Regions from separate parts of the Pan troglodytes genome. Here region 1 is linked to region 2. The links are chromatin contacts, called in public HiChIP or PLAC-seq maps. All regions are on one chromosome and are shown on one strand. Each heading gives the region's core, a stretch centred on a gene start, on an enhancer-like site or on the middle of the called end of the contact. The rest is flanking DNA. Distances are from core to core; before and after follow the strand shown. Region 1 holds the start of ESYT3 (extended synaptotagmin 3). Region 2 holds the start of DBR1 (debranching RNA lariats 1).

Region 1 (3,800 bases), core at 607-3,106, 260 kb after region 2:
TGTCTCAGTGGGTGTCCATCCAGTTCACAAACCAACAACCTTCCTTTCTCTAGTAATCCCCCCACAAACTCACTACCTTCCACACCCCCTCCCAAACTAGCCCAGGTTGAGGTGTGGACTTGCTGTGTGTGAAGGATGAAGGGGATGATAGATTCAGCTGGATCCTGTCTCCAAGGGGTTTGGAATTGGGACAGGATAAGGGTCAAGGCAGTCTCTCTGGATTGGTGAGACCTATGTCCTCCATCTCTGGATGTTGGGGGGAAAGTGCTGTGTTCTGCACTTCAACCAGACAGGCAGGTCAGCAGGGAGGGCCACAAGGATGAGGAGCGCAGTTCTGGCAGTTAGCTTCCTGGTCCGTCCATCCTGAGAGCCAGACACATTCTGCCTCAGCTTCCAGGAGAATTCCCAGTATCCCTATCCTACACTCTCTTTTGCTTCAGCAGACTTGGGTTAACCAATAGAGAAATATTTTGAGGAAAGAATTCTGTGGTCAAATAATCTGGGAAACACTGGGTTAAATAGAATTTAATAACTTTTTGTCTGAAGGACTTCTCAGAGCCTTTACTAGGACTGTGTACATGCAACTCTCAAGAAGGAACTCCAGCGAGCAGCATTTCTTCCGTTGATTTCCCAGGCTACACTGGGAGAATGTTAAGTTGGGGGACTTTAAGCCTCTGTTTTGGCTGAGTCCTGGAAAGCCAAGAACAATAGAGAAGGGTCCAGGTATTCTGACCACCAGGAACTCATCTATTGTTGAAAAAACTCATTGCAGTAAGTAATTTTATCCAAGAGAGAGGATAAAGCCAGAGAGAGAAAAAGAGAGTGACAGAGCAAGAGTCAGAACGAGAACGGGAGACAGGGGCGGGGGGGGGGGGGCGGGGAGAGGGAGGGAGAGAAAAGGAAAGAGAAGAGAATATTTTGATTGCTATCCATCGGCTCCAGCCTTTCGATAAAGCTGTTGAAACAGTAGAGTCATTCCAAATCACTCTGGTACATTTGTCAACTCCAAAATCACATTCCAGTAATTGATGTGAGCCCTTTCATGTGGCCGTCTGAAATATATGCTATCCGCAAGACGATTTACTATCCGAACTTAAGAGATTCGGAGCTCCACCTGCTCTGATCATTAAAGGGTTAGAAACCATGGGCTTCACCATTGACTCTCAGGCACCTCGGGGCTTCCTCTTCATCTTTCCTTTTATTCGCCGGTCGCTTGCCCTTGTTGGGCGCCCCACAGATGGCCAAGACGGGCCGGTGCCCGGAAGTTCCCCGTCTGATGATGCAGGGAATGACGATCCAAACAGACACCTAGAAGAGAGGATGGGGAGAGCGGGGCAGAGGGTTTTGTGGCGCGCAGGAGGGGCCCTGAGCTCGGCTTGATGAGGCTGGGGGCTAGGTCCAAGCTTTACAGATGCCAGAGGAGCTGGCAGCGTTGCAGGCTCTAGGGGCCAGTTGGAGGGCCGGGACGCAGGACCTGAGTCTGGGGAGGCCTGGCTGAGCCTGTCCAGGGAGGGCCTCGAATGCCAGCTGAGTCCAGACTATACTGTGTATTATAGACCGCGTGTAGGAAACAGGTTTTAGGTGATGTTTATCCATGATAAGCCAGTTGTACACAGGTGTTGGTGAGTCATTAACCACCTAGGGCAGCACTTGGTCCACCCGGACTGGCGAGTGCACACCTCCGGCTGACGCCTGCGCCACGTGCTGGGGTCAGAGGCCGAGCTCACCGGCTGGTTGCTCTTTAGAGCGGGCAGGAGCCAGGCGGGCGGCCCGCCCCGCTAGGGCGGAGACTTCCGGAGCTGCGGACTCACTGGAGCCGAGAACTGGAGCCGAGAACTGGGGCGGCGCGGCTCGGTGCATTTCCAGGCGCCGCTCTCCGCCGCAGAGGACCCTGTGCTCGGCGCGCCGAGAGTCCCAGCAGGGCAAGGGGGCGCGGCGTCCTGGTCCTCGAGCTTGGGAGACAGATGCGCATGGGCGTGGGGGCATGCGGACCTAAGCTCGGGTGAAGCTCTCGGGAAGGGCAAGACTGCGGCGACGAGATGCGAGCAGAGGAGCCCTGCGCCCCCGGGGCCCCCAGCGCCCTGGGAGCCCAGCGCGCGCCGGGCCCCGAGCTGCGTCTGTCCAGCCAGCTGCTGCCCGAGCTCTGTACCTTCGTGGTGCGCGTGCTGTTCTACCTGGGGCCTGTCTACCTAGCTGGCTACCTGGGGCTCAGCATAACCTGGTTGCTGCTCGGCGCCCTGCTGTGGATGTGGTGGCGCAGGAACCGCCGCGGGAAGCTTGGGCGCCTGGCCGCCGCCTTCGAATTCCTTGACAATGAACGCGAGTTCATCAGCCGCGAGCTGCGGGGCCAGCACCTGCCAGCCTGGGTGAGCCAAGCCGGGTGGGGGTGGGAGGTGGGGAGATGCCTTTCGAGGTTCGGAGGAACTTGCGGTCAGCGGGGAGCTGGTGCGCGCAAACCCGAGGGAGGGCGGGAGCCCGGCGACCTGCACACCCCGTTCCCCACCGCTCCCGGCGCGCAGACCCTGGGGACGGTGACCGCCCCTCCCGCGGCGCGCAGCACCCTCACGTCCACCTCTGGTCCGACTGCGGTGGGAGCGGGGAACTTGGGTTTCATTTAAGGCCCCAGAGCTCGAGAGAAGAGTCACGGGCAGACCACACCCAGGAGAAAAACAAGGGCGTCTGGGACTTCGCAGACTTACTCGGGTTGGAATCAGAAGGCATTTCTTCCACCCGCCTGTTGATTCAGAGAAAGAACGCCGGACGCAAAACGTAGATGGGCAAATACCGCAGTGACAGAAACGGCGGGCCCAGTTGCTTTCGGCGGCCGAGGCCTGGACTGCGGTAGGGGGAGGGCTCCGCGGGGCTGGAGGTGGGAGTGGCGGGTACGGCTGGGAGACCGACGTCGCCCGGGCCCCGGGCCTCCTTCCCTCCCTCCCTCCGCCGGATAGGGATGCCGGCACACGCACACTGCCCCGACAAACCCATCTCCTGGGGTGGCATGGGCGGCACTACGATTCCTCAAACGCTTCTGGTCCTGGCTTACCTAACAAAACCCAAGTTCTGGGCCCCATTGCATAACTCCCAGGGTGGCACAGAGGTATCCTGGCTGATTCTTATGATTAGGTGAGCTTGGGAAACACCGGCAAGAGGGGTGTTCCGTCCAATGGTTGGTCTGCGGCAAACCCTTACTGTCTCTCCGGTGCTGGGGCTCTTCGTTTTCAGATTTCTTCCAGTTACTCTCAGGCCCACGGGGGAGGCCGCCAGACCCCTCATTGTCTCTAGCTTGTGGCCTATAAAGTCCAGCAGGGCCATAGGTTCCTCCTGACAGTAGTCTCTAAAGTGGGGTGTGAGAAAAAAATATAAGGCCCATTTAGTTTATCTTATAAGAGAAATGAAGTCTTATTGTATCAGTCAGCCATAACTAAGTACAACAGGCTGCGTGGCTTAAGCAGCAGACACTTTTTTCCTTTCCTTTCTAGAGAGCCGAAGTCCAAGATCAAGGTGTTGGCAGGGTTGGTTTCTCCTGCGGCCTCTGCTGGCTTGCAGCTGGCTGTCTTCCTACTGTCTTCACACCGTCTTCCTTCTGTGTCCTAATCTCTTCTTAGAAGGACATCAGTCATATTGGATTAAGGCTCACCCTAATGAACTCATTTTAACTTAATTACCACTTTAAAAACCCTACCTGCAAATAGAATCACATTCTGAAGAACTGAGAATTAGCACTTCAAAGTGGGCATACACTTCATAACACTTAATATTTAATGTACGATTTGATGGTAAAGCTTTGCAAATAGCTTACA
Region 2 (4,169 bases), core at 716-3,215:
TTATCACTTAAAAACATGTACTGAAATATGTATAAGTGAAATAATCTAACGCTTGGACTTGCTTTAAATACTCTAGTCATCTCTTCCCACAAAAAAAAAAAAAAAAAAAAATCCAGGAGATTGCAATATAATAGTCGTTGAAGCTGGTTAACAGGTACTGAGATTCATCATACTATTCTCTACTTTTGTGTATGCATAAGAATTTCTATTAATAAAAGTTTAAGGTCTTTTTTTAATTCAATAAAAATTGTAAGAAAAAATGAAGAGACTACAAATAGTGTGTGAGGTCTTTGCAATGATATTAGCTAGTGCTTAAAACACTAGATGAAGGGCATATTTTCATGATCAACCATTTAATAATTAACTATCTTAATTAAATTTTCACGATTAAGTATTTAAATTAATGACATTCTCCAAACACCATACATGTCAAGACACAGTCCAACTAACGCAAATCCTGATAAGCTCTTCCATCCCAGGAAAAAAAATTATCCACAAACACAATCACATACCTAAATAATAAATGTTTGGTGCCACCCAGCCACCATAGGGTAACTCTTGCAAATGATTTGAGGCTTCATGGTTTCCCCCAATGAACAGTGTGAGAACTGGGGCCTTTTTCTCTCCAGAGTAATACCTAGAACATAAGAGCAAAGTCAGTTACCACAATTAGGCATAGCAGAAAAGCAAATGAGTTCCAAAAAAAAAAAAGAAACTGAGTTCATCATAAAAAGTTAAAAAGCTCTTTCAAAAGGAATTGCCTGGGGCTGGACGCGGTGGCTCCCTCCTGTAATCCCAGCACTTTGGATGGCCGACACAGGCGGATCCCCTGAGGTCAGGAGTTCGAGACCAACCTGGCCAATGTGGTGAAACCCCGTCTCTACTAAAAATGCAAAAATTAGCTGGGTGTAATCCCAGCTACTCGGGAGGCTGAGGTGGGAGAATCGCTTGAACCCAGGAGACGGAGGTTGCAGTGGGTCAATATCGCGGTACTGCATTCCAGCCTGGGCAACAAAGCGAAACTCTGTCTCAAGAAAAAAAAAAAAAAAAAAGGAATTGCCCAGTATCCATCCTTGCCCTTAGGAATGAAGAGCTTCCACCTTGAGCCTCAAGTCAGTGCCCGTTCAATTAAGTCAAGAACTGTTTCGAGTTCATTGCCATAACCTCATCTTCTAGAACCACAACAAGCACATAGCAGGCGCCCAGTAAAAACTTCAGGATCATTGAATGAACTAATTCCAGAGTCCTATCAAGTACAAGGTAGCTATCTAAACCTGTCAGCTTCTTCCTCCAGGTTATCCCCTCCCAGGCTTCGATACCCTGTGAAATGGATAAGATGTGTATGGAAAGAAGCAAAGTGACATTTCCTAAGCACCTAATGAGATAGGGTGCTAGTGAAACTGACATAATTTGGTACCTAACTGAATACAGTACCTAACTGAATACATTTCCCGCCTCCCACTACCTCACCCCTGTATTCAGTTAGGCACCAATTAGAGACACAGAGCGAACAAAGACAGGATCTAAGGGAAACAGGCAGCCAGTGGCAGAGGGAACCCAGTCCCACCCCCCCACCGCCAAGTCCGGGCCCGGCCGCGTCCTCACCTGTAGAAGGTTTGCATGTGACGATACTTGGGCGGCACGGCCATGCAGCGTAGATCCGCCTCGTTGCGCACCGCCTGGAAGTCGCCGCAGCACAGCAAGAGGTCGACAGGCCCCGGGCCGCGCCGCTCTGCCAGCGCCAGCGTCTCATAGATCTTATCCAGCTCGCCGTGGCAGCAGCCAGCCACAGCCACCCGCATTCTGCCGGCCTGAGGAGGTAAGATGAGCGCTGCCTGCAACGCCCTACACCACAGCCAGCCCAGGACCGACTGATCGCTCAGCTCCCGCCAACTTTAATAAGTAGAGCCACCGCCTGGGTGTAGACGCCTGCAAAATAATTCACTTCCGGTTTCCAGATCTCGCGAGAGAGGGACCGGGAAGGTCAAACCTAATTCTGGGATCCCAGGGAACTTATTTTCTTTTTTTCCTTTTTTCTTTTTTTTAATTATTGTTTTATGCAGTCAATATCTTTTTGTATATACATCCACAAATGTACTCTTTCCATCCTTACTCTTTTCTTCCTGGATTTCCATTTTTCTCTTTGGAATCATTTTTCTTCTGTCTGAAGAGCTCAGTTTAAGTTTTCCTGTTTGTTTACTGTAGGCCGACGACAGATTAATTTTTTTCTAGATATTTGTTTGTTTAAAAATTTCTTTCCACTCTGGGGAAAATGGTGAAACCCTGTCTCTACTAAAAATACAAAAATTAGCTGGGCGCAGTAGCGCACGTCTGTAATCACAGCTACTTCAGAGGCTGAGGCAGGAGAATCCCTCAAACCCAGGAGACGGAGGTTGCAGTGACCTGAGATCGCGCCCCTGCACTCCAGCTTGGGCGACAGAGCGAGACTCCGTCTGAAAAAAAAAAAAAAAAAAAAAAAAGAGAGAGACAAAAGAGAAAGAGAGAGAGAAGAAAAGAAAAGAAGCCAGTGTGCTGGCTCACACCTGTAATCCCAGCACTTTGGGAGGCTGAGGCGGGCGGATCACGAGGTCAGGAGTTTGAGACCAGCATGGCCAACATGGTGAAACCCTGTCTCTACTAAAGATACAAAAAATTAGCTGGGCGTGGTGGTGCACACCTGTAATCCCAGCTACTTAGGAGGCTGGGGCAGGAGAATCGCTTGAACCCAGGAGGCAGAGGTTGCAGTGATCTGAGATCGTGCCATTGCACTCCAGCCTGGGTGACAGGGTGAGACTCCGTCTAAAAAAAAAAAAAGAAAAACAAAGAAAGAGATGTCTTTGTTTCACCTTAATTCATAAAGGGTGTGTTTACTGAGTACTGAATACCAGTTAAGCAGTGTGTGTGTGTTTTGTTTTTTTTTTTTTTTTACAAAGCATTTCAAAAATAGCATTCTATTATCTTCTGGCTTGCATTATCTTCTACTGAGAAGTCACCTATAAACTTAAGGTTTTTTTTCATTGAAAGTAATGTGGGTTTTTTGTTTGTTTGTTTGTTTTTTGTTTTTTTGAGACAGTCTCTCACTCTGTTGCCCAGGCTGGAGGCGGTGGCACGATCTCGGCTCACTGAAACCTCCGCCTCCCCAGTTCAAGCGATTCTCCTGCCTCAGCCTCCCAAGTAGCTGGGATTACAGGTGCACACCACCATGCCCAGCTAATTTTTTGCATTTTTAGTAGAGACAGGGTTTCACCATGATGGCCAAGCTGGTTTCGAACTCCTGACCTCAAGTGATCCGCCCACCTCGGCTTCCCGAAGTGCTAGGATTACAGGCGTTAGCCACCGCGCCCAGCCAGTAATGTGTCTTTTTCTTTGCTATTTACTGTTTTCTCTTTCTCTACTTTCTCTCCCTACTCCTTAAAGCTATTTTAATAAAATATATCTAAGTGGTTTTTTTTTTTTGAACCTTACTCATTTATGCTTTCTGAATCTATAGCTTGGTATCTTTTTTCAGTTTTGGAAAATTCTTGGTCAGTATCTACTTAAATGTTGCTTTTTTTTCTGTCTTTTCCTACTCCTTTGGAATTTTTCCATGGTATTTTACCTATCTTTTATTTCTATTCCATAGTTCTCATTTTTATCAGTGTTTTATTTTGGATAGTTTCTAATAACCTCTCTTCTAGTTTACTAATCCTACTTTGTTCTATGTCCAATGTACAAACTCATTTATTAATGTTTTAACATTATAGTCCTTTTCAATTTTAGGATTTATATTGGATTCTTTTCCAGTGAAGCCAATAGTTTAAAGAGATTCTTTATCTTTTAATTTATTTCCTTCATCTTTTCCTCTCTTTCTCTCATATATTAATCATTGTTATTTTAGGTTGCCTGTCTTCTAAGCCCAATATCTTACTTATCTGCAGAGCTGATTCTATTGTCTGTTTCTGTTTCATTGGATTCTTAGTTTAAAAATCTCGTTTTTTGGCCGCGGTGACTCCCACCTGTTGTCCCAGCACTTTGGGAGGCCAAGGTGGATGGATCTCTTGAAGCCAGGAGTTCGAGAGCAGCCTGGCCAACATGGTGAAACCCTGTCTCTACTAAAAATAAAGAACTTAGCTGGGCGTGGTGGCGCATACCTGTAATCCCAGCTACTTGGGAGGCTGAGGCGGGAGAAT

Evidence for each region. HiChIP or PLAC-seq counts read pairs in DNA pulled down with a chosen protein or histone mark.
Region 1: a contact with region 2 is called in an H3K4me3 HiChIP or PLAC-seq map of stem cell-derived excitatory neurons, with 5 times the contacts expected there. The contact joins the promoter of ESYT3 here to the promoter of DBR1 in region 2.

The regions. Positions count from the first base shown.
Region 1 is chr2:141,645,985-141,649,784 of NHGRI_mPanTro3-v2.0_pri, forward strand. ESYT3 (extended synaptotagmin 3) reads left to right here and starts at 1,857. Exons shown (of 23, transcript XM_016942038.3): 1 at 1,857-2,366. The coding sequence starts at 2,040.
Region 2 is chr2:141,381,801-141,385,969 of NHGRI_mPanTro3-v2.0_pri, forward strand. It overlaps DBR1 (debranching RNA lariats 1), which reads right to left and starts at 1,966. Exons shown (of 8, transcript XM_526319.7): 1 at 1,606-1,966; 2 at 513-637. The coding sequence starts at 1,802.